Regions from separate parts of the Mus musculus genome. Here region 2 is linked to region 1. A link is a contact called in public HiChIP or PLAC-seq data. All regions are on one chromosome and are shown on one strand. The core of a region is the stretch at or near the end of the contact, and the rest is flanking DNA. Distances in the headings are between cores, read along the strand shown.

Region 1 (4,622 bases), core at 615-3,114:
TAAATTGACCTTTTCTAACTGAATTATGAGCATTTATATTAGGGGCTGAGGAGAGGCTTGGCATATAGAAGTACTTATCACAGAAACCCGATAACCTGAATTCAACCCCAGGACCCAGGTAAAGAGTCAGATTTGGTGGTATACATTTGTATTCCCAGGATTCCTATGATGAGATGGGAGGTGGAGACAGAGGGCCATCTGGAAGCAAAGACCCTGAGTCAAAAGCAAGCTGGAAAGAGTCATCGAACTCCCCAAAAGTTGTCCTCTGATCTGATCTGGACTCATGTGCCAGCACACAATACACACATCATTTATAAAGTTTTACTCTGTCTGGTTTGGTGGTGCATGCCTTTCCAGCGTTTGATAGGCTGAACCAGGAGGAGTGACCCAAGGTCAAGGCCTGCTGGGGCTACACTGCAAGACTCTGTCTCAAAACAAAACAAAGACAAAAAACCAAAGAAATAAATATGTGGCAAATACAAGCCCTTATCAGATACTTGATATGAAAGTGTTTTTCCCACTCCCGCTGTGTAGGTTTGTCTTTCCATTTCTTTTGCTCGTTCTACATTCTTAGTGATTGAATCTATTGTTCAAGGATGTGGGGCCATCACCTCACTGATGAGTTACTTCAGGGGCTCTCCACCTTCCTAAGGCCCGACCCTTTAACACAGTTCCTCAGGTTGTGCCCACCCCAACCATAAAATTATCTTGTTGCTACTTCATAACTGTAATTTTGCTACTGTTATGAATTATACTGTCTATATCTGTGTTTTCTGATGGTCTTAGGTGAACCTTGTGATAGGGCCGTTTGATCTCCCAAGGGGTCTCAACCCACAGGCTGAGAACCATTGAACCATTGACTTAGGCCCTCATTTTCTTGATAGTATCTTTGGAAGCGTGCTTACACAGACATACGCACACACACACACACACACACACACACACACAAATTTTGATAAAGTCCAATTTATCAGTGGTTCTTTTGACGTTGTTATATTTAAATCATTGCTGAGACAAGTACAAAGTTTTTGTTGTTGTTGTTGTTTTTGTGTATGTGTGTGTGTTTGGGGAGACAGAATCTTCCTGTGTGGACCAGCCTGGTTGCTAAGTCCCTGGCTTCTCCTCAGCATCCTGAGAGCTGGGATTACAGGTGTGAGCTACCACACCCAGCTCTCCAAGTAACAAACACTGACTCTCTTTCCCCCATGTCTGTGAATGTATAGATTTTGGTGCAAAATGATATATATACACAATGATATTCATACGACCACTGTTTTTAAGTAGCGAAAGACCGCAAACAAAAACACCCATAATTAAATCATGGACCCCAGTTAATTAGACTTAGAACATCTAATATCTGCTGCTAGGTAAAATGTATGCGTGCAATGTGCTAACAGTGTGATAAGATATATTGGGATCATATCAAGGACTGACTCTTATGCTCAGGTTCTAAAAGTTTTAAGACACTATTGGTTTAATTACTAACAGTTGTACATTTATTCAATTGAATTTTTAGCAATACTCATTGTTAATAGCCAGTTCTCAAAATCCTTGAACCTTTAACAAATGGTCTGGCACATCAGCACAGCCGCTGATGCTGACGGCATACTGTGGTGGCATATCGTGCCGCAGGGTGAGCCTGGAAGAGCCGGGGTGGAAAATGAGACCGCGCTGGGAGGGAGGAGAAAGGGGCGAGCGCGCTCACATCGTGAAGGCACAATTACTTGGAGACTCTAACCCTTCTTTGGAAACCAGTCTTCCTTAAATTGAAAGCCGATCTTTCTTCAAGCAGCAATAAAAGTAATCCAGGGCTAATTCTCCCAGGAGGAGTCCCAGGTGTGGCTCCAGAAACAGCGGGCTGTTAAACCGCACCAGGTGTGGGATTCCTTTGGCCTGAGTCAGAAGACAACAGGCGATGGGAATGTCCATAATAGAATGCCTTTGTTCTAAGAAATTTCCCCAGGAGATTATGTTTGTAATCCTAGTACTTGGGGACTGGAGGCAGGAAGGTCAGAAGTACAAGGTTATAGTGACTTCAAGGCTCTTCCACGATTCACTGTCTCAAGACAAAAACAATAGAGAAGATAAAAGAAGGCTAAACTGTCAAAAAAAAAAAAAAAAAAAAAAAAAGCCACTCACGGTCAGGAAATTGCTAAGACATCAACTTTAAGATGTTTTAATTTGGCCAGCCTGGTCTACAGAGCAAGTTCCAGGACAGACAAGGCTACACAGTCACCTTGTCTCTAAACATCAACAAAAGATGAAGGATGTTTTAAAATTTATCTTGACATTTCTAGAATTGTCACTTGACTTTGAAAAGCTTTAACATAGATTTGACGAGGTCTTAGTGAGAAAATGCATAGTAAATGGACTGTTTGTTAGGGAAAACAAAACCAACCAAATCAACAGGCCAGCCATGGCTACATAGTGAAACTCTCTTTCAAAACTATAAATGAAATTAACTGCTCAACAGACAGGTATCCTCAAGGCCCTAAATATGCAGTGACATGGAACTTTAGTTATCCCAAGATAGGTGAAAATATAACACAGGGGTTTCAAAGTGGGGAATTGTCTCCTTGGTTAAACAGAAAAAGACAGCATAAGAAACTAACGTAAAGGAAGGACCGGAGGTTTTTCAAATAAAGGAGACGTTGCAAGTGAACAGCAGCCCAGTCGCTGGAGCAATAGTTGCTGGATGTCCTCAAGGGCACTTAAAGAAGAGAAAAGTGCTGAGTTTATGTGGCATCCTGAAGGTTTTGGAGAACAACAAGCGTGTGTAGAGATGAACTGGGAAGTTTCCAACTCTGAGATGAAGAATTGCTAACTTCACAGGAAACTAGTGGTGTGGGAAGCCCACCGCATCTTTTCAGAGCATCTGACTGTAGATGCGTGAGCTATCAGATTCACTACGCTGCCGCCTGGAGTCAGTAGGGACAGCTTACCACACCCTCTAAACTGGAGAAGCTTTGTGAAGCTCTCAGTAAACATTTGACTGACAGAAAGAAAAAATGAGCATTGTTGGTGATTGAAGAAATCTGACTGAGGCAGAGATGGTAAAGTAAAGCTGGTCTTCAGGTTCAAGAGTTCAAAGCCACACTCTGGCTCAAGCAGGTGTGTGTGTAACAGAGAGAGAGAGAGAGAGAGAGAGAGAGAGAGAGACTGTAAAGAACTAGGACATTGATAAACCTAGGGCAGAGAAGATTTTGGGAAATAGCATCCCCTCCCTCTTTCTCCTTCCCTTTCCCTTCCTATTTCCCCCTTTTCCTTTCCCTCCACTCCCTCCCACTTGTTACTTGTTTTCCTTCCTCCCTTCCTTTCCTTCCTTCCTCCCTCCCTCCCTCTTTCTTTTTGTCTTTCTGTTGCATCAGAATGGAACAAAATCTTGCCCTGTAGTTCAGAGTAACCTGAAGCTCACTCTGTAGCCCAGACTGGCCTTGAGCTTGCAGCAATCATCCTGCCTCAACCTTCCAAAGGTTGGGGTTACAGGAATGAGCTCAATACAACCGATGTAAAGGATAATATGTATTGTTTATATATACAAATGATGTCCATAAAATCTGCTACATCTGATAAAGATTAAGAAAGATCAGAGGATCTTAGGTGAATATGTTTGCTGAAGGGACTGTTTCAGTTTGTTTACAATGATTTTGATGCTTATTACCTGACTGTATCACAAGACAATGAAATAAAGTTACTCTGATTTGAAACCCTATCATAAATTGTAAAATACACGAGGGTGAGTTTTCTACTCTTAAACTTCTCCCAATTCCCCATTTCGTATACCTTCTAATTCTTACAGCATTCAAAGAAAATCTCATAGGATAATTGTCAATTATGCTCTATGTAATGTATAATTATGCCAATTTCACAGAATGCAAATAAAATTCAGCTCTCCAATCCTACACTACCTCTACTGCAGCTATGGGTCACACAAATAAAGAACAAGGAATACATCACACCAAATACACAGTTAGATGGCCAGCTGTAGAGAGAGGCAAAACGTGCCCACAGATGCTAACCTTTTGCTAAACAGTCCTGTAGCCCGCTCTCGAATGAGGAACTATCACAGCTGTTGAAAATGGGCAGCGGGAGGTTTAAACACAATGGTACCACTCTCTGGTGATGAAAGCTACACAGTACACGGGTCAGGGGATCCAGAAATGGGAAGCTGACTCAGCTTTTAATACTGTCCTTTGAATTGTCTAAAATGTCCTTGCAAATAATCAGAAAAAAAATCATAAAAGAATGATTTGTTAGCAAATAAGTTGACTGTGTTTATAACACTAAAAATAGCCAGAAAAGACAGCACGTGGGCTGAGCGATCCTGTAAGATGCAAATGAGGAGATAATTCCCAGCACTAAGCAAACGCAAGAAACTTAATTAGAACAGCTGAGCCTTGTCTGATGACCTGGCATTTGTTCAAAACTTGGTCAAGAAAAGGAACTGTTAAAAAATAAAGATTGCCAATCAGGTCTCATCCTGGAGGCCTCTCATCCTTAGTTGGGAGGCTGGAGTGGGCTGATAGTGGGAGCTGCCAGCCAGCCTGGGGAATTAGAGTGAGTTCAAGGCAGCTTAGTGAGTCCCTGTCACAGAACGGAAAGTAAAAAGAGGGATATAGTCC
Region 2 (4,331 bases), core at 1,826-4,325, 45 kb before region 1:
AGAAAACAAAACAAAACAAAAAACAAACAAGCAAAAGCAAATGTTTCTAAATAAAGGTGGGGCGGAGGGAAGAGGCACATTTCCTCTGTCTCCTCCAATAAACACTTCAGAGAAGCAACGTGCCCGTGCCGTGCGCTCGGTGAGAACGAGCTCCACAAACTTCTGCTGCCTTATTGAAAAAAGAAAAAAATCAACTAGCAATTCATATTTTTCAAGAATGTTTACCCACAGCTATCTCAGTCCAAGGAAAGAAAAAGCCCTTGCTTTACTGTGGAAAGGAAACAAAAATCAAACCTCCCACTATGTAAAATATGAGCCCCGCATTCCTAAATAATATGGCAAAGATACAGCCTCTGCAGGTCACCGGCCACAGCATTACAGGGTGACGATTCAGAGCACAACTAAATGCTAAGGGGAACTACACAGAACTGCTAGTTATGGAGAAAATTTACCAATAACTATTTTAGTTGAGGGCTGCCTTCTCGTCGTGACTATTTTTAGTTGAAAGTATGTGGTTGGGTAAGCCCATGTGGATATGGTTCTGATTTTTTTAATGTCTATTTTTTACATTCTGGTCACTGGCTAGGTTTTCTAAACTCGATTCTTTAGAACTGGTAATTTGAAAGAAGTAAACCCCAAGAACATTACATTAAAAAGCAGAAGATGCCAGGCTCACCAACTCAGGTCAGCTGAGTCCTCACAAACCTAAACACGGTCCCTCTCGCCCAGACTCACACGTTACATGAAATGCACACAAACAAAATGTCCTAAAGCCGTGTCTCCAGGTATAGCAAACTTCCGAGGTCCCTTATTTTTCTGTCTGCAGTTATTTTGGGGTGGGGGTGGGCATCCGTTCCTGGAAAGCTCCAAATGGGCTTCTTTCTAATTGGACCTAAGAATTCGGATTTTAAAGATCCATAATCAGTTACCGTAAAACATCCCACAGCAGCTTACATTTCTTACACAGAAACGTATCACTGAAAATCTATTGCACGGCGTTAAATAACAGCTGAGCTTTGGATTCCTTTTAACAGTCTCCCTCTCATTAGACTTCAAGAGAGCTGATGGCTCAATCCAGCCACACTTTTTTTTTTTCTTGCACACAGTGTCCTACTTCTACTAGAGGTAAATGAGTGAAGAACTGTTAGGACTAGATCCTTCTTACAGGGGATTGTTTTAAAGGAGAGGGGACCGTCCTCTCCTGTTAATGAGCAGCCTCTTGTTCTCAATAGGCAGTTTGCAAGCAAGACCACTGCTGACTTCAATGGGAATTCTGCCTCAGAAGTGGAGAACACAGAATAGGATTAAACTGGGCAAACTTCACACCACTACTTCAACTCCTCCAGCTCTCCAAAGGGTACAAAGACCTCTGAGGTTTGATGGTGGCTCTCAAACCAAATTATTGAAATGATCGCCCTAGCCCTAACAGGTGACATAGCCTTTCTCTCTCTCAAAGTTATGTCAAACTAGCAACCTGAGGGGGCTGCTGGTGCCTACCAAGATCCAGGATAACATTGCAAGGCAGCCCACCAGGGGCTGCAAGACAAACCAGATTTCTCACAGCAGGAGCCTGCAAACAAACTGAATAGCACAGGAAAACCTGTACAAGCACTGCAACTTCTAAACTTCATCTCCCACAGCCAAGAAACGGATCGAGTTTTCCTCAAATCCACGGGAATGTCTGACAGGGTAGACTAAAATGTTGCTAATGCAGCGTGATAAGGCAATGAAGAATACAGAGATAATGAACTCCCAGAAAGAAAGAAAGAAAGAAAGAAAGAAAGAAAGAAAGAAAGAAAGAAAGAAAGAAAGAAAGAGAGAGAGAGAGAGAGAGAGAGAGAGAAGAAAAGAAAAGAAAAGAAGAAAGACAGACAGGAAGGACTGAAGAAAAATGAGTGGAGAAAACTGAGACCGTTTTTGTTTTGTTTTGTAGCTAATCACAGAAACAAGAACATACTGCCCTGCACACCCCACATTTCACATGCAACAAAGTTCAAGAAACAGAGAGAATCTTGATTCCCAAAGGAGGAAATGTAAGTACAACTCCCCTAGATGCCACCGTGCCTACCACTCTCCCAGGAACCTTAAAAATCAGGGACAGCTGTTCAGGTGACAGATTTTCTGAAGGGCTTCCTCATTTTGTAAGGAAGCTCCACGGAGACCACTCCCCAAAATAAGACACCGGGGGAAGAGGGCGCTCTTCTAACTTCACCCCAAATAAATAAATAAAACTTGGCCCCGCCTGAGGCTGGCGTCTGGGGACATTTAATGACTAACGTCCACCGCAGACGTCTGGGGTTGAGGATGGGGGATCCCGAGATGCCAACCTCAACGCCACCGACTCGGTTATTTCCTCCTCGTAGCCCCTGACCTGCAGCTCACCTAAACTGCTCCCACCCCTCAGCTGCCAGCGCCGAGAAAAAGAAGCCATCGGGGGCGGATGGCCTGGTGTCCGAGCTGGAAGGCTCGCCGCAGAAAACGTGCGAGGGTGTCTGTCCTCAGCTCCAGACCGCACAGTGGGCGGCGGGGACAGAGGGTCGCCCGCGTTGGCCCGACCTGCGGCGCGCGTGGGGCTGGGTGGCTGGCGGGGCGCGCTCCCTCCCCGACTCCCGCAGAGCCCACGCGCGCCGCGGGCCCGCGTCTGGCGACCCTCGGGAGAGAGGGCGCGGCGAGCCCCCGGCACCCAGGATGGAGCCGCACGCCTCGGCAGGGCCGGGGCGCGAGAGCCCGGGGACGCCGCCGCGGTCCCCGCCCGGGAAGGAGAGAGACGGGCCCGCGGCCGCCCCCTCCCCCGCCCGGGATGGCCGTCCGGGCTTCCTGCCGGGGTCCGCTTCCCGCCTGCAGCGTGTCAGGACCCCGCCCGCCACTCCGCAGCCCGCTCGCCTCCTTACCCGGACACCGCCCCTCTCGAGCTTGCTCGCCCCGGGAACGCGTCCCGTTCCAGCCTCGGACGCCGCCGGCCCTCCGCACCCGCCGCCTCCACCCTCCTCTGGGTTTCAAATTGAAATTCCCTGACTGGGGCCGTCAGAGAACTCTCCGCGCAAGCCCCGCCCCCTCCTGGCGGAAGCCCCGCCCTCGTCCCCCGCCCGGCACGCCCCGGGCGCGGAAACCCCCGCGGGCAGGCCACGCCCCACGGCCAAAGCCACGCCCCCGGCGCCTGCTGGCGTGGGAGGGGGGCCTTCCCGAGGGGTTCGCGCGGCTCTCGGGCCCAGTGCCCCGCCGCAGGGGTGCGTTTCGCCCTCGGAGCGACCCTGGAGATAATGACAGCCAGTGCACGTGTGCGAGGCGTTCTTTCTGAGTATCTTGGCCTTAAATGCCCTCTCAACTTCGAAAAGTTCTTTCTTCGGAGTGCTTTCACTAACCAAACCTTCACTGGATGCCTTTTTCGTGGTAGACGGTAGAGCAGGTCCAGGAAACCGAATAAGGAAAGCCGGGTCCCCCCTCAGTCTGCAGTGAAAGAAGTGCTTTCACAGGATAGGCTTGAAAAGAATCCATTTATTCTTCCTGTGGGAGAGGCAGGAGAGATTGGGTAAACCCTGTGGAGGAGAGGCGCTTTGATGCTCAGCCTTACTAGTCAGGATATCTCCCGGCAGAGAATTGAGAACCTAGCTTGCAAAGTATAATGGGGATAAGGCAGTGACAAAAAATTAAAATAAAAAAATACACACACGTGATATGTATATATTATATATATGAATGATATAGATAGATAGATAGATAGTGGTAAGTTTTACACATTAGTACAATTAGACCTCAATCTCTTCTACTTATTTCATCTTTTCTGAGCATTGCATGTCAAGCTGTCAGAGTGGCAGCCCACTGCCTCCAGCATCTTCAACCCCACCCTGTGTTCTTCTAGTCATTTGCTTCCTCCCACCTCTAATAAAATCTTTAATGATTCACCTCTGCCAATTTCCTTCCTAAACATTGTAAAATTAGCAAGATCAAATTAACCATCAGTAGCAATGCCTTGCGTGTGGATACTTCCCAGGTAATGGCACACATGCAGGTGTTTTATCAGCTGGTTCCTCGCTATGAAAAGGGTACCTACATCAAAAAGAAAAGAGTTGGGGAAATAAATTACTTGCTAGAATCATCCTTGTAAATAATAAAATTATTGCTATAATAGCATTTGTTGTGTGTCAGGAACTTGAGTTGACTTAGTTGACTTCAGTCCCAGACGCTAAGAACACAAGGAGAGTTTGATAAGCTGTTTAATGAATACTGGAATCCTGATTACATACATTTCTAGCATAAAGAAGGCTTGGAATAATTGGTGTTGCTTTTCTGTTGCTATGAGGAAATGCCTGAAACAGATAACTTTGAAGAGA

The links. HiChIP or PLAC-seq counts read pairs in DNA pulled down with a chosen protein or histone mark.
Region 2: a contact with region 1 is called in an H3K27ac HiChIP or PLAC-seq map of embryonic stem cells, with 10 read pairs. The contact joins the promoter of Epb41l2 here to the enhancer-like site in region 1. A contact is called at or near these places in 7 of 39 promoter capture datasets (the C10 cell line, the HPC-7 cell line, embryonic stem cells and 4 more), 27 of 484 Hi-C or Micro-C datasets (3T3-L1-derived adipocytes, the AML12 cell line, B cells and 20 more), 7 of 115 datasets of contacts at active chromatin or transcription factors (bone marrow-derived dendritic cells, bone marrow-derived macrophages, embryonic fibroblasts and 3 more) and 4 of 9 other capture datasets (adipose tissue, bone marrow-derived macrophages, liver and 1 more).

The regions. Positions count from the first base shown.
Region 1 is chr10:25,311,548-25,316,169 of GRCm38.p6, reverse strand. No RefSeq gene overlaps it. Among named protein-coding and RNA genes, the nearest start is that of Gm40617, 15 kb to the right of the region's middle. Within about 2 kb of position 1,864, at least 65 of the 459 cell types and tissues checked have an H3K27ac peak or open chromatin away from gene starts, as enhancers often do. A contact at or near this core is called in Sertoli cells, differentiating embryonic stem cells, embryonic stem cells and 3 more, where this site is marked.
Region 2 is chr10:25,358,542-25,362,872 of GRCm38.p6, reverse strand. It overlaps Epb41l2 (erythrocyte membrane protein band 4.1 like 2), which reads right to left and starts at 3,075. Exons shown (of 20, transcript NM_001199265.1): 1 at 2,892-3,075.